Linked DNA regions of Sus scrofa: region 2 is linked to region 1. Evidence: chromatin contacts called from public Hi-C data. All regions are on one chromosome and are shown on one strand. The core of a region is the stretch at or near the end of the contact, and the rest is flanking DNA. Distances in the headings are between cores, read along the strand shown. Region 1 overlaps LOC102161640 (a long non-coding RNA gene). Region 2 overlaps LOC102160325 (a long non-coding RNA gene).

What was found. Hi-C and Micro-C count contacts between places; a contact is called where the count stands out from the background.
Region 2: a Hi-C map of adipose tissue shows a contact between it and region 1, with 4 times the contacts expected there. The contact joins two enhancer-like sites. A contact is called at or near these places in 1 of 5 promoter capture datasets (liver), 24 of 47 Hi-C or Micro-C datasets (adipocytes, adipose tissue, alveolar macrophages and 14 more) and 1 of 2 datasets of contacts at active chromatin or transcription factors (skeletal muscle).

What each region holds. Positions count from the first base shown.
Region 1 is chr16:28,894,793-28,901,978 of Sscrofa11.1, reverse strand. All of the region lies in intron 4 of LOC102161640 (a long non-coding RNA gene), which reads right to left. Among named protein-coding and RNA genes, the nearest start is that of FGF10, 120 kb to the right of the region's middle. Within about 2 kb of position 2,543, at least 5 of the 83 cell types and tissues checked have an H3K27ac peak or open chromatin away from gene starts, as enhancers often do. A contact at or near this core is called in adipose tissue, where this site is marked.
Region 2 is chr16:29,081,527-29,088,712 of Sscrofa11.1, reverse strand. The region is part of intron 1 of LOC102160325 (a long non-coding RNA gene); the gene reads left to right. Among named protein-coding and RNA genes, the nearest start is that of MRPS30, 27 kb to the left of the region's middle. Within about 2 kb of position 4,747, at least 4 of the 83 cell types and tissues checked have an H3K27ac peak or open chromatin away from gene starts, as enhancers often do. A contact at or near this core is called in adipose tissue, where this site is marked.

The DNA of each region.
Region 1 (7,186 bases), core at 1,294-3,793:
GCCGAGTCTTTTTTTTTTGGTCTTTTTGCCATTTCTTGGGCCACTCCAGCGGCGTATGGAGGTTCCCAGGCTAGGAGTCGAATCAGAGCTGTAGCTGCCGGCCTACACCAGAGCCACAGCAACACAGGATCTGAGCCGCGTCTGCAACCTACACCACAGCTCACGGCAACGCCAGATCCTTAACCCACTGAGCAAGGGCAGGGATCGAACCCGCAACCTCATGGTTCCTAGTCGGATTCATTAACAACTGCGCATGACGGGAACTCCTGGGCCAAATCTTAAAAAGAGTAAAGGAAGAGTTTAATTTAGCCAGTGATGAGCTTTTGGAAGATGAGTATAAAGAAAGCAAGGAAGGAGTTCCCTTCATGGCTCAGCAGTTAACAAACCCAACTAGGACTCATGTGGATGCGGTTCAATTCATGGCCTTGCTCAGTGGGTTAAGAATCCAGCATTGCCATGAGCTGTGGTATAGGTCACAGATGCATCTCAGATCTGGCATTGCTGTGACTGTGGTGTAGGCCAGCAGCTGTAGCTCGATTCAACCCCTAGCCTGGGGAACTTCCGAATGCCTCAGGTGCGGCCCTAAAAAAAAAAAAAAAAAAAAAAGAAAGAAAGAAAAAAAGAAAGAAAGAAAGAAGAAAGAAAGAAAAAAAAAAGAAAGAATGAATGAAAAAAAAAAGAAAGAAAGAAAAAAAAAGAAAGCAAGGATATTGGAGATAGTTTCAAAGGAGTGATTATAGATGGGCTATGGGATGTAGGACGGGAAAGAAGGGACACCAAGATGTGGTGAGAGTAAGAAAAAAGAAAAAGTGGGAAAGTCAAATACATTGTACATCCCAGGGGGATTGGAAGTTCATTAAAGTTTGAGTACCAGAGGGAGTGAAATTGAAAGGTAATGGATGATAACCTGTGAGCAGGAGGATCAACATTAAGATTATGGTGAATTAGCAATTTTCATTAATGGAAGGTTTCAGGATTTAAGACTATGGGACCAAATACTGAGACAGGAGGAGGAAAAGATGATTGGGAGAGATAAGGTCAAAATGTTGAAAAGGAAGAATACTAAAGGGATTCTATGCGTGGATATTTAAACTACATAGAGTTTTTCCCAAGAGTTGAGAATAGCAGGAAATTAAAACTGAGAAGGTTTGAGTGGGCGAGGGAGGAGAGGAAGTGGGTGGATGGAATAGGGCAACAGGAGTTTCCAGGTGAGAATATTTAGTGTTAATCACAACTTTAGACAGTCAGTGAATTGTAGAACATCTTTTGATCTACCTAGGGCTTATATTAAAATTAAGCTTTTGATTCAGTTGGTCTGGGGTAGGGGCTGAGATCCTGTAACTACAGAACAAAAGGTGGAATAAAAAAGAGAGAGGATTTGGATCAAGATTTAAGCTTAGAGAATACCAATTCCTTTCAGGAAAGCTCTTAACCTCTTTTGCTTCTTTTTTTTTTCGTTTTCTTAGTTTCTTCCTAAGTACACAGGAACCAGTTAAACTATCACTGAAATGCGAACAGAGAGAAAGTATCCAAAAATATCAAAACTGATTGAGCTATGAGATAGTTATCAGGGATGCCTGAACTAGGTGTTTTGAACATACATCTAAAAATTGGTGTTGTCCACACTAATATTTTATTTAGGGAGTAAAACCAGATTTTAATCTCCTTCCCAGAAGGAGTTAATAATGTTCTTTGCTTCTTTACTTCCATTTTAAAGAGAATCCTTGGTGAAAAGTGGCATTGCCTTTCATTTGTTAAAGAAAATAGACTTCCAACAAAATGGAACTATGGGCAGATGTCATTCATAATCATTAGAAGGAAATTGCCCTGATAGAAAAGAAAAGCTATTTTCTAAAGGATTAGAAACTCTGTATAGTGTATATAACACAAATACTCGAAAGAAATACATAAGCTATTACATTAGCTAAACTTTTGAAAGGCCATTATACAACACTTTAAAGAAAGGAAGAATGGAGTTTCCATCGTGGCGCAGCAGAAACAAATCCGACTAGGAACCATGAGGTTGTGGGTTTGATCCCTAGCCTCGCTCAGTGGGTTAAGGATCCGGCTTGCTATGAGCTGGTGTGGCTATGGCTGGCAGCTGTAGCTCTGATTTAACCCCTAGTCTGGGAACCTCCATGTGCTAAGGGTGCAGCCCTAAAAAGACAAAAAAAAAAAAAAAAAAAAAAAAAAATTAACCTGTAGCATTTTTCCCCTGCTCTGGTCAATAGAAGCAACATATTTGGGCCCCAGCTGATTCTTTTTAGTCATCTCTGCTGCTATCTATGAGAAGAATCAGAGAAAGGTGGGGTTAAATCTTAATGAAAAATTGCAGGTCTTAGAGATTATGAATAGGATTGATGAGTTTTTCTTTCCTGAAGGACAACATGCAGATTAAAGAGCTTTTAACTGTTCTTGATGCAATCAAAAGGTTATGGTCATCTGCTAAAAACTCAGTTTTAGCCACAGTTTATGTAAGTTGTTCACATTACTCACTCAGTAATGATGTACTTGGCCCCACTGTTTGTGGTCTGGTTCTCATTTGTTTGGCATTACATTCCAAGACTGCAATGACTCAGAAATGTTCCTTATTTTTTACAGTAAGAAGAAATAGCATGCTTTGCCTGAAACATCTCGAGTTTAATCACTTGTCTGTGGTCTTCCCACAATCTATCCAAGCAGGTGTATATAAGTGAAGACTTCCACATATTGAGTCAAAGAACCAATATTTCTAACCAGAAACTTCTGAAGTTAGCTTCTAACACTCATATGACATTGACAGAAAATTTAACCTCTTTGCAATACAGTACAATATTTCAGACTATAGCTTTTCAGAACAAAGGAAAACTTTCCAGGATAAAAATATCAAACGTACTTACAACCTCTAGCAATCATGTCTGAGGGATCTTAAAGTTGTGCAAAAGTTGTAGGAATTGCTCTACACTGACTTGGAAGACAGAAGTAGGCACTGTAGCTTAAAAAGAATGGGCAGATGCATTTTGGGGATGCTACAATTTTGTTCTATGGACTATTAAACTTAGTGCTCTCTGAAAAAAGAATGACTGTTTCTGAACCTTTAGGTTCCTGAAAACATCTAAGCAGAAATGGAAGCACAGAGTCAAAGGAGAGGAGTTAGTCTCAAACGTGATGGTCTTAAACTCTAGCAAGGAGTTAACAGATATTCCTTTATTTATTTATTTTATTTTTTTGTCTTTCTGTCTTTTTTAGGGCCTTACCTGCGGCATACGGAGGTTCCCAGGCTAGGGGTCTAATTGGAGCTGTAGCCACCGGCCTACGCCAGAGCCACAACAACACAGGATCCGAGCCACATCTGTGACCTACACCACAGCTCACAACAACACTGGAGATATTGCTTTAAAAAAAAAAAAAAAAAAAAAAAAGAGTCTCTCTGATGACTTACACTATCCCTACTTCACCTTCCATAACCTCTTAGGTTGCTTGAGTTCTTCTCTTTCTCCCATGATAATTTATAGCATTCCCCTCCCCAGACAGTAAAAAGAAGATGGGTTGGACCAGAAATGGAAGGACCTCTTTAGAGTGTTCTCTTTCAAATAAACACTTAAATGAGAACTTACCAACAGCATAGTAAACATAATGGAGTATAAATATAAATTCATCATCCAGAATTCATCTATTATACAAAAAGAACTGTCACTTGAAATGTCCTAAGGCAGGAAAATACAGGACAATACAATTTTGATCAGGGGAGGAAGTTTGGAGAGACAAAAAGCACAAAGAAGAGCTGCCCACAGAGGAAAGACTAGGTTAATCATTCTAGCATGTGGTCCACGGGAGATTAGATAAATCCCTGGATGCAGAATCCGCAGATAGACACGGTCAGCAACTGCCATTTTATCTAAGTGACTTGAGCACCCCTGGCTTTTGGTGTCATGGAACCAGTCCCCCCACTGAATACCGAGGGATGACTGTATCTTCAGAGTGGCCAGAGGCACCTGTGACGACAGATTTTATCTGAGTTTATTTCCCTTCTCATCAAGCATGACCCTACCAATGAGGCATTTTCAACGGATGCCTCAGAAAAACTTGGGGGAAGGGGCTCCAAAGCCTGATAGAAGTTTAAATAAATGATCCAGAAATCAAAGGAAAGGAATCTTGTGCCATTTTTTTTAGTTACTTAAAATTGCTCTAGTTTGACAAAAACTATTCAGAATGTGGAAAGAATACTTAGAAAGCCACATTTTTATATTCAATGTTCACTGCCAGCAAATTCTTTGATTTTGTAGGATGAGGTCTCTTGCTGTGACTTGATTCACTCAAAGTTTTAAGAAGTCTACATTACAAAGGGAAAGTGAAAAAGCCACAGTAACTTACTGAACTAAGAAAGTATTATTCTCTCTCTAAAGTGTTAGTTAACTTGCAGCATGACCTCTAGGTGTATCAAGATCTTGATTATTTTGCAAACTATAGCTGAGAGGTTTTCCTCATACTTGAGTGGTGCCAGAATTTCCAGCTACAGCCTCATTTCCTGGTGTATAACAGAAAGCATGCACCCAATAACAGAAAGCATGCACCCAGAAGAAGAAAATCATTTAGAGTTTTTTGTTTGTTTGTTTTTTGTTTTTAAGCCTGTAAATATTGCATTTATCCATCACCTCAGCTTCCTGGACTTGCCACACTGTCGTTAAATTATGAAATGAACTCTTAAAGATTTCTGACTTAAATTCTCTAAAACTCATTTTACTCCTCTATAAATAAAGGCAACATATGACATGATCCCCCAAAACACGCTCGGCCCCGAATTTTATGATCCCATTCCCACAAGTTCAATTGATTCCAACCCTATTATCTTCTAGGCATTGAAAAACCAACATTTTGAGTTAATCTCTTTCCCCTCTCTGGTAAATCAGCAATGTCCGGGGTGGTCTGTAATCCGCCTCTAAAAGAACTGATACGATATATTCCAGTTTGGGGCCACTTTAAGCCCTCTGTGAGTTTTTGAAGATAATTGTATGTGACTCAGCAATGACTGTGGCCAATTTCTTAAGTTCTTTAGTGTGGAAGTTATCAAGATCTATGGATTTAACTCATCCAATCTGAGTTAGTCATTTCTATCTGTTCCCACTTTACTGAGGCTCTGCCTCCCATCATCTTTGCCTGCCCACATGATTAGATCATGGCTGACATTTGTGAGGGAAAAATGATGTAAAAGGGGCCTTCCTGTCACTGTCATGTTTAAGGGCTATTCTTGTCATTTGATAAAGGGACAGGGCTTTTCCCACCTTCTCCCACTTAGTGCTTTTAAATAGTTTTTTTTTTTTTCCTCCACATCTTGAGAGTTGCATCTTATATCTTGCTTATAAATTATTGGTTTATCAACCATAGCAAAAGACAATATTGAAGATCACTGGACTTGGAGTAAGGGCATTTAGGGTTTTGCCCAATCACCTCTGGAAAGTATTCAGAATCTCTGAGCTTTAGCTCCCGCATTTTAATGTTTGTATGTCAGTAGTTCAGTACTTGATCTTAAGGCTGCTGCTTCTTCTTTAAATGTCTTCTAATGCTCCTCCCCTACTGGATTCATCTCTGTAGCATTTCCATTCAGGCTTGCTACATAAAGTATGACATAGCTGGAACTGGAAACTGGGTCCCAACCTCCAGTGTTCTTAAGTTCTAATGAAGATTTTACTGTTTTCCTAACCCTACAGAATCCTATTCTCTTGCTTCCCATATTCTATATGAGGGGAGAGAAACAAGAAACATCATTTATCCAGCATCAGTTATTACCCTCCACTCCACTACCTCCTAATTTGGGGGACTTGAAGTTGAGGGGAGAGGGTGTGTTGGAAACATAATCCTGGAAGTGGAAGCAGGAGCTAAGAAGAGTGGCCTGTCATTGCTCCTGGCCTCACATGTAAATGAGAGAGGAAGGGGGTGTTTTCTCTAAGGTTCTCTCCAGCACCTGGGATCAAAGAGCCCTTTGATTTTTATTATAGGTAGCACATAATACAGGGCCCTAACAGAACAGAAAGAGATTTTACTTGAAGGAAAACCACGTTAGGAAAGTCCTATTACTAGGGCAGCCGTCTTGCAAACTTTGAATGAGTATTTATTTTTCCTGTAATTTCTCAACACTAGGGATTAAGCTGGGCATTGAGAATATCAAGGGAAAAAATCAGAAGTCCAAACCTCCAGGAGATCACTCTCTAGTGAGGGAGGAAGATCAGTTGATAATTATAATGCAGAATGCTGCCCTCATAGGATGTAAAAGGTGTACATATGAAGAAGTAGAGGGTGACACTGAACTGTCCTCCAAGATGACAGTGAAGACACTGTAGACATTGAAGACAGGATTGCTCTAGGAAGAGGGAATACTATTTGGGAGCGTAGGGTTATTTTTAAATGGATTGAGTCCTTTGGGGGTTCTCACTGATCATGAGGCCAGTGGGAATAAGGAGATAACCATGACAGGGCAAAGAGAATTACTGCGGGCTTTCAAGCTGCATAGCTGCAGGATTATATTTTAGAAAAATCACTCTGACAGCTGAATTGGGGGATAGTTAATTGAGGACCAGGAACATGAAGCATAGGGAGAGGGTAGAAACTAAGCTGGAAACAAGGAACCAGTTAGAGACCCACTGGAGTGGCTCAGCTGAGAAGTAATGTAAGCAGTATGGAGAAAGGTGTCAATAGAAAGTTGTTCGCAGGAATTTACTTGTAGAGGAGAAAAGGAGGGAAAGAAGAGGCTTTTTGTTTGTTTGTTTTTAATGTCCAATATTACTAACCTTAGGCATCTTAAGAATGGCACACATGCTTACATTTAAATAAAGCAGGCAGGGTACATTTCATCTGATCACAACATTGCACTCTTACCATCAGTCCTTCAGGTTAAGGCGCTGTATCTATTTAGAGGCAAGGACTCCCAACAGAGTTTGCATTAGGTAATCATCAGCACCACGAATAAGCTTCATTTTATTAGCTGTCACAGGGAAGCTTGGTTTCAGGCTTTCAAGGATAAAACATAAGATAGAAAGCCTAATGAGGTGTGGCTTCAGGTCAAGACAGATCTGTTTGCAGCTTCCACAATAGAGGATTTTGAGTGGCCAGACACAAGACTGGAGGTCTGAACATAAAAAGGGGAAATGGCTGGGGGGGCCAGGGGAGGGGAGCTGGCAGTGGGGAGAGGGGCAGAAGAAAAAAGAAAAGT
Region 2 (7,186 bases), core at 3,498-5,997, 180 kb before region 1:
GCGTTGCTGTGGCTCTGGCGTAGGCTGGCAGCTACAGCTCCGATTCGACTCCTAGCCTGGGAACCTCCATATGCCGTGGGAGTGGCCCAAGAAATAGCAAAAAAAAAAAAAAAAAAAAAGACAAAAAAAAAAAAAAAAAAAGAACCACTGCTCAAGGGTATCATTCTGGGTCATGGCTGAAGAAAGCATTCACTCCACATGGTAAAATAAAGAGATTTTAATTAACGGGTTACTTATGGAGGTGTGGGCCTGGTTAAAAGAGTACACTAGGGATGGTGAAACACTTGGAGACCGGCAACAGCAGACACACATGCCGACCTCAAGTTGTGACATAGTGAAGGAGGAAAGCGCATTACCTGAGCACAGAAAGACCTGTCTGAAGGAGGAAGCACCTAATGGTGCCTGTTGTCATGGGACATCCAGGTACAAAACAGGGAGGACACAGAGAAAAATACCTCAGCTTCTCTCTTCTCATGCCCTTTATCCAAACACAGAGACCAGCCTGTGAGGGAGCCTGGGGGAGGCAGTCCTCAGAGCTCAGCTTCATGGTGCATGAAGCATGGCAGAGAAAGGCAGAGAACAGATTTGAAAGCTGGGTGCAGATGGAGAAGCCTGAGCAAAAAGGAAGACAGAAATGGGAGCGCAGAGCATCGTAAGTGTAGGCTGAAGTGGGGAAGAGATAACAGATTTCTCCTCTTTGTACATCCAGTTAGAAGAAGAGAATAGTAGACACTGGTTTTAGAGGAGAAGATTTTAGCTTCATTGAACAAATAGAGTTGAGTGAATATTCACATTCTGGACACTGCATTGCACTGGGCACGAGGGACTCCACTGTGAATGAAACAAATAAAACCCTGTCTCCTGAAGCTTACATGCTGTCCTAGAGAGATAGAAAATAAGTAAATATGTCAATATTCACATGAGGGAGAAGCACTCTGAAGGATAATGAAGGAGGGCAAGGGGACTGAGAGTGATGGTGGAGGTTGACTTTTTTTTGACTGCACCCATGGCATGTGGAAGTTCCAGGCCAGGGATGAACCCATGCAACTGCTATAAGCAGAGCAACAGCGGTCACAATGCCAGATCTTTAACCTGCTGAGCCACAAGGGGACTTCAAGTTGACTTTTTTATAAGCTGGTCAGGAAAGACTTGTTTGCTGAGGGACATTTGAGCAGAAAACTGGAAAGAATCAAGGAGTGATCCATGAAGATGCCTGAGGAAAGAGAGTTCCAGGCAGAACTAGCAAAAGTGTTTTGGTGAGAGGAGAGGGAGGAAAAGAGGAGGAGGAGGGGGAGCGGGATGAGACATAGAGGGTACTATCAAAGGGAGCAGGAGTTACTCTGCTATTGTATTTCTAATTCCTTAATGAAATGGTCTTGTTTGTGGTGGTAAAATCCTAGGAGAGGAATTCAGGGATGTGGTATCTGGGGTTAAGCCCTAAGGCTTTCTGTAAAGAAATAAGGTTTTTATTAATTGCATTTGTATAGCAATATAAATCCATCACACAAGATCTGGAACATTTAAAATTGCAAAATCTTTATTTCTTTTTTGTTTCTCTTTTGTTTCTTATTTTTGAAAGGTTAATATGCCCCATCTAAGAAGTCCTATGATCTTTCATAACTTTCAGAATCTTTTTTTTTTTTTTCTGTGCCCATGGCATGCACAAGTTTCAGGGGGCAGGGATCAAATCTCAGTCATTACAGTTCTCAACCCACTGGATTCTCAACCCACTGAGCCATCAGGAACTCTGAAAGTATTTTTTTTTAATTTAAATAAACTTTTTTAAAATGCTAGATTAGTTTTAGATTTACAGAGCAGTTGCAAAGATACTAGAGAATTCTACTTCCACATCCCCCTCAATCAGTTTCTCCTAATTTTTAACATTTTATATGACTATGGCACATACATCACAACTAAGAAACAGCACTGGTGCATTTCTATTAACTATACTCTTTATTTGCATTTCTCTAGTTTTTTTCCATAATACTTACTGTCTTTCAATTTCAAGATCCCACCCAGGATATCACATTATAACATCACATTTAGTAGTCATGTCTCCTTAGCTGTCCCTGGTCTGTGGTAGCTTCTCAGATTTTCCTTATCTCTGATGACCTGGACATCTTTGAAGAGTACTGGTCAGTTTTTGGAAACTGCCTCTCATGTTGGGTTTGTTTGATATTTTCCTCATAGTTAGGCTAGGGTTACGGAGCTTGAGAAGACAAGAGGGGTAAAATGCCATTATCATCAAATATTATCAAGAATACATGCTATCAACACCACTTATGCTTTTATATTTTAAACAACTAATTTAATGATTAGAGATTTGCATAGGGGAGAAGCACCACTAAGATATTGGGAAGTGGAAGGAGAAATTAGACACTTTTACAGTAAACTAAAAAGACATATACAAAAGATGTATTTTTGTATATAGTGTGTGTATTTCTTTACTTTTCTTACACACACACACTCACTTTTTAAGAGTAAAAACTGACCACAAGATGTCAGTGTTAACTTAGGCATACAGAGGAAGGGTGCCTGAAAGAACATTTAGATTTTGCTGGGCCTATGTGGTTAAAATTCATTTCAAAAATCTTGACAATAATTAACCCACAAAATGTTTCAGTTTTACAAAACCACTAGAATGTTTTGGGTTTGGATGTTCTTTTTTTTTTTTTTTTTTGAGATTTGGAAAATATTTTCCCTTGAATTCACACCCAAGTGCATTTATTTGGAAATTTAATTTAAAACAATATGGTTTGCTAATGAAGTTGGACACTCTATGCTCAAACAGAAAACAAATCCACAAAAATCACTCTGACTTTATATTTTTTTTTTAACCAGTAACAATAGCTTATTTGAACTAACAAACATTTCCTCCAGAAAAGACTTAACAGAAGATGAAAAAAGATCATGCAAGATGTTTTATATGACTAGAATTGATTTTATCCTCAAAAAATACCTTAGCAATGGAAAGTATCTCTCTCTCTCTCTCTTTTTTTTTTTTTTTTTTTTTTTTTTTTTTTTTTTTTTAGGGCCGCACCTACCGGCACATGGAAGTTCCCAGGCTTGGGGTGGATTCAGAGCTTCAGCTGCCAGCCTATGCCACAGCTACAGGAACTCTGCTCATCCAGAATTTTTGAGCATTTCAATATTAGTATTACTTTTAGATCCCCATCCCCTCAGTACTTCCCTCTGATATTATATACTTGCAATTGTCCTCCTAAAATGTGATGCCCAGAACTTAAATTTAATACATTAGACATAGTTGTGGGAGCCAAGAATACATTGGGATCATTGGTTTCCAAAATGTTTCCTACCATTTTGGTGAGTGAGGGGGTATGTGTGTGTGAGTGTGTGTGTCTCCTACCTCTCCAGCCTTACTCTGAACCTTAATCCTCCTGATACTTAGGCTATTGCTGATTAAGCAGAAAAAGGAGTTTGCCCTTTCTATTTCATTCCTTTTTTAATAACACAGGCCAAGATGTGTATGTTTAAGATATAATTATATATAATATTTAAAAATTTATCCAACAGGTTCTTATTCATGTGGAATCTGTTCATATGACTATCAATAGCACAAAACAAATGGAAAGTCATATTTGCTGGAATGGATTTCTTGAAATAATGCAGCCAAGGCAGGCCAAGTATACTGGATTTGAAATTCCAAATGTTTGAATTATCATCTAGATTGAAAACCTACAATGTAAATTACCCCATGAATTCATAAACTCTTTTGGACTATATCATCTAGTCTTGAATGACTATTTAGAAGCAGAATACAATGGAATAGCAATAAAATGAAGTGGTTTAGAATGAAAAATAAGAAACAGATGATTTCAGATCTTTTGTCTCCCCCTTACTAGCTAAGATATTCTGGGTATCTCACATCTTTGGCTTAATATCTACTTCCGGTGTTAGTGTAAAGGTTAACTGACATGGATATATAGGCTCTTAGCATAGCACCTGGTCCATAGGGCACACTCAGTAAAATATAGCTATTATGATTAATAACAAACAGTTCTCAAATAAAGCGTGCACTTTCTGTGTACATAGAATTGACGTATATTTAAAGAAACATGTTGATGGATTTACAGTGATACAAAAATACCTGTCCTTTTCTGTGATCCACACTCAGTGCTTATAAAAAAGCTGGCAAGAATTAGAGAATTGGCTTCATGTGATGGAACAGACCTATCCCACACAGAGTTAATTTTTAACAGAAGCTTGATCAGGATCTAACCAACTGATCTTCCTTCAGTCTTTAGCATTGGCCATAATACTGTTCAGTTCTGGCTTGTTTGACCACCAAATTTTAGTCTGCACAGGTTTATGAGGGAGAGGGTAGCTAAATAACCTTTTGTTTTTCTCTTCACTACCTCTTGGAACTAAATTCTAGATTTTCTTTTTAACTTGGGGAATCTTTAAAACCTGGCACTTGCTGGAGAAAATAAAAACCTCTATATAATATACCACAGCTTATTCCTCTCAGTATTTTAGAAATGGTTATGTTGAAATCAGGGTCTCTATATTTGTTTCTTTAAAAGAGCACAGTTTGGGGGATTTCACCCTTACCTCATTTCCATCCCATGGGTGCAGTTAAGTAGCCAGTTAGGCAGGAAATCAGATGACAAATTTCCTAATACTGTTATGAACTAAAGAATTGCTGACTTTTCTCCCAGTATACATAGTCATCAATCTTTCCACAAAACACATCATCTGGCCTCAGGTCTTAAATATTTTGCCCCAACACAATTTGGCTATGGCACAGTGATGATTTCCTCTGCATTGATAATTTAGTGATTTGTTCCTTCTGGTCTCTGTCAAAATGATACTAGACTATGTCATCATTACTACATCAACATACTGTTATGAATTATGTATATTTTGAGTAATCAGGACAGCAGAATGAAATCATATTCGCTCACAAGCTCTATGACGCTACCAACTTTAGATTAAGCAATTTTATAAAATGTATGGATTCTTTCAGAACCTTATTAAATAAGTTCTATATTCACAAGTATATTGGCAGATTATTTATACAGATATTTAGACTAGAGCCTTGCTTTAGAGATCTGCAAGATCTACAGCATCTCTGCTTTTCTTTTAATCTTACTCTTTAAAAACAAAACCAAAACTTTGTTTTATCATATATAAAGCTAGATAGTTAATTTGCACCTCGAAGATATGTTCTTAACTTTAGGACTCTCAAACTTGGATTCACAGTCCTTTTCTCTGATCTGTGAAAACAATTTTTCCCCTTTGATTTTTCTGTTTAATGGTATATGCATTAGCTTGAGAAATAATACTTTGAGTGCATTTATAAGTAACAAGCACAATCTTATTAAGTTTTCTGTAATTTAATTTCTATCATATTGATTTTATCTGAAGGATACATTATTCTTGATTTTCCTGATCCACAAGACTGAATATAAATTACTGTAAACCCACATTCTCTGGCCTTTTCCCTTGGAGGATAGTTAAGGTCAGTGATGATGCATGTTCCAGGACACTGTCAGGAAGGGGAGTGAAAGGTCCTCTAAAACTGTCCCCTTCACTTGTCTTTTCATATCTTGGAGATGTAGGGGGAACTATCAGCCAGCAAAATTGCTGGCTCTGACTCTGTATCTGCTCCCTGGAGCCCAGCACAATCTGGGCACTGGGACAGAGTCTCTGTGGGGGCTTGTGGAAGTTCACACAACAGTGTGCTCACAGATCATAAATGTTCCAGGAAAACACCACGGAGCACTGGGCCTGTTGACTAAGTGGCCCCAGACTTGCTATCAGTCCTCCTTGACATAAATTAAATAATATGGGTTGTAAAACATGATGCCTTTGTAATCCAATGAATCACTAAACAATTTATATTATGATGTTAACTCTGTTTCTAAACTTGGTCAGCGAATACCAGGAGTGATGTGATGACTTAAAAATGAGAGACACCCTTGTTTTAGTTCATGTTTATTCTACGTGACAGTGAAACAAAAGAACTACACACTTGGACGTATAGGTATGAAATGGATGTTTATATCACAGTTTAATTATAAGTGAGATTAATTTCCTCATGGACAAATGCTTTTATGTGACAAAAAAATGACATGATATTCCAAAGAAAAGAATATTTTACCTCCTGCTGAGCAGATTCTCTTAGATTTGCTCATTTACTCACTAAGGACATCGGTGGGGGAATCTGGTTTAGGGAATCTCTTCATGATTCTGGATCAAGATATTTCCTTGAGATTGATATTGGAGCTTGGGATATAATCTTTAGCTAATGTTTTTTATTTATATATCCCCTGGGTTTGTAATGACTAATAGTTTTAACTTGCAGATTTAGGTGATTTCCATGGATCACCATTGCGAACTGTAGATTAAAGCTCAGGTACTCTAGCGCTGTCTATTACTGACATGGATTAGAAGCCCCTTCAGTGAGGTAGAATGGATTGGCTGTGAATCTGTTATTTCTATGTCAAAACTTAAGCAGTGAACTATGACAATGTCAGCAGCTGGTCACTGACCTTGTCTTTGCTAATGCCCCTCAGTGCTCATATAGACAAAATGTAGTTTTAGTCCCCTCCCCATTCCAGTCCCTCTGCCACATACTCACCTTTCACCAGCACTTAATTCTCTATCAAAATATTTTTCCAGGATGTGAAAAGAACCAACTTCCAGGCAAGAGTGCAAAAGAGAATGAGTGATTCTAGTTAATGACTTCCAGATAAGAATTTGCTTATTTTCCTAATGGCCTACTGAGTCCTGCTGAGCTATCATGTCACAAACAGAACAGATAACTCTCTAATGGGAGAACTCTTTAAGGATCTCAGGACACAGCCACAGCACGTTTGTCTACATCAAATATTTTTTACAATAAATAAACAAATGGGAGCTGCAAACAAGTGGAATCTGAGAATAACTAAGTCTTCAGGGAAACTATTCTCAGGACAGGCAAAATCAATAAAAGTAAAATCCATAAAGATTAAATGCGAACATTTGGGGGGGCGTCTACCATGAAAACCAAAAGCTCTGTACTTAAGAGATAGTATGGAGAGAGAGATGAATGTAATGAAATTATGTTTGTTCACTTGAAGGCAGGATTGAGAATTCCAATCTAGGGCTGCATCATTCAACCTTCCCTCTGCTGTTTTTCTGCCACAATTATCTGAGCTACGTCTCCCAGAGTAGCCACTAA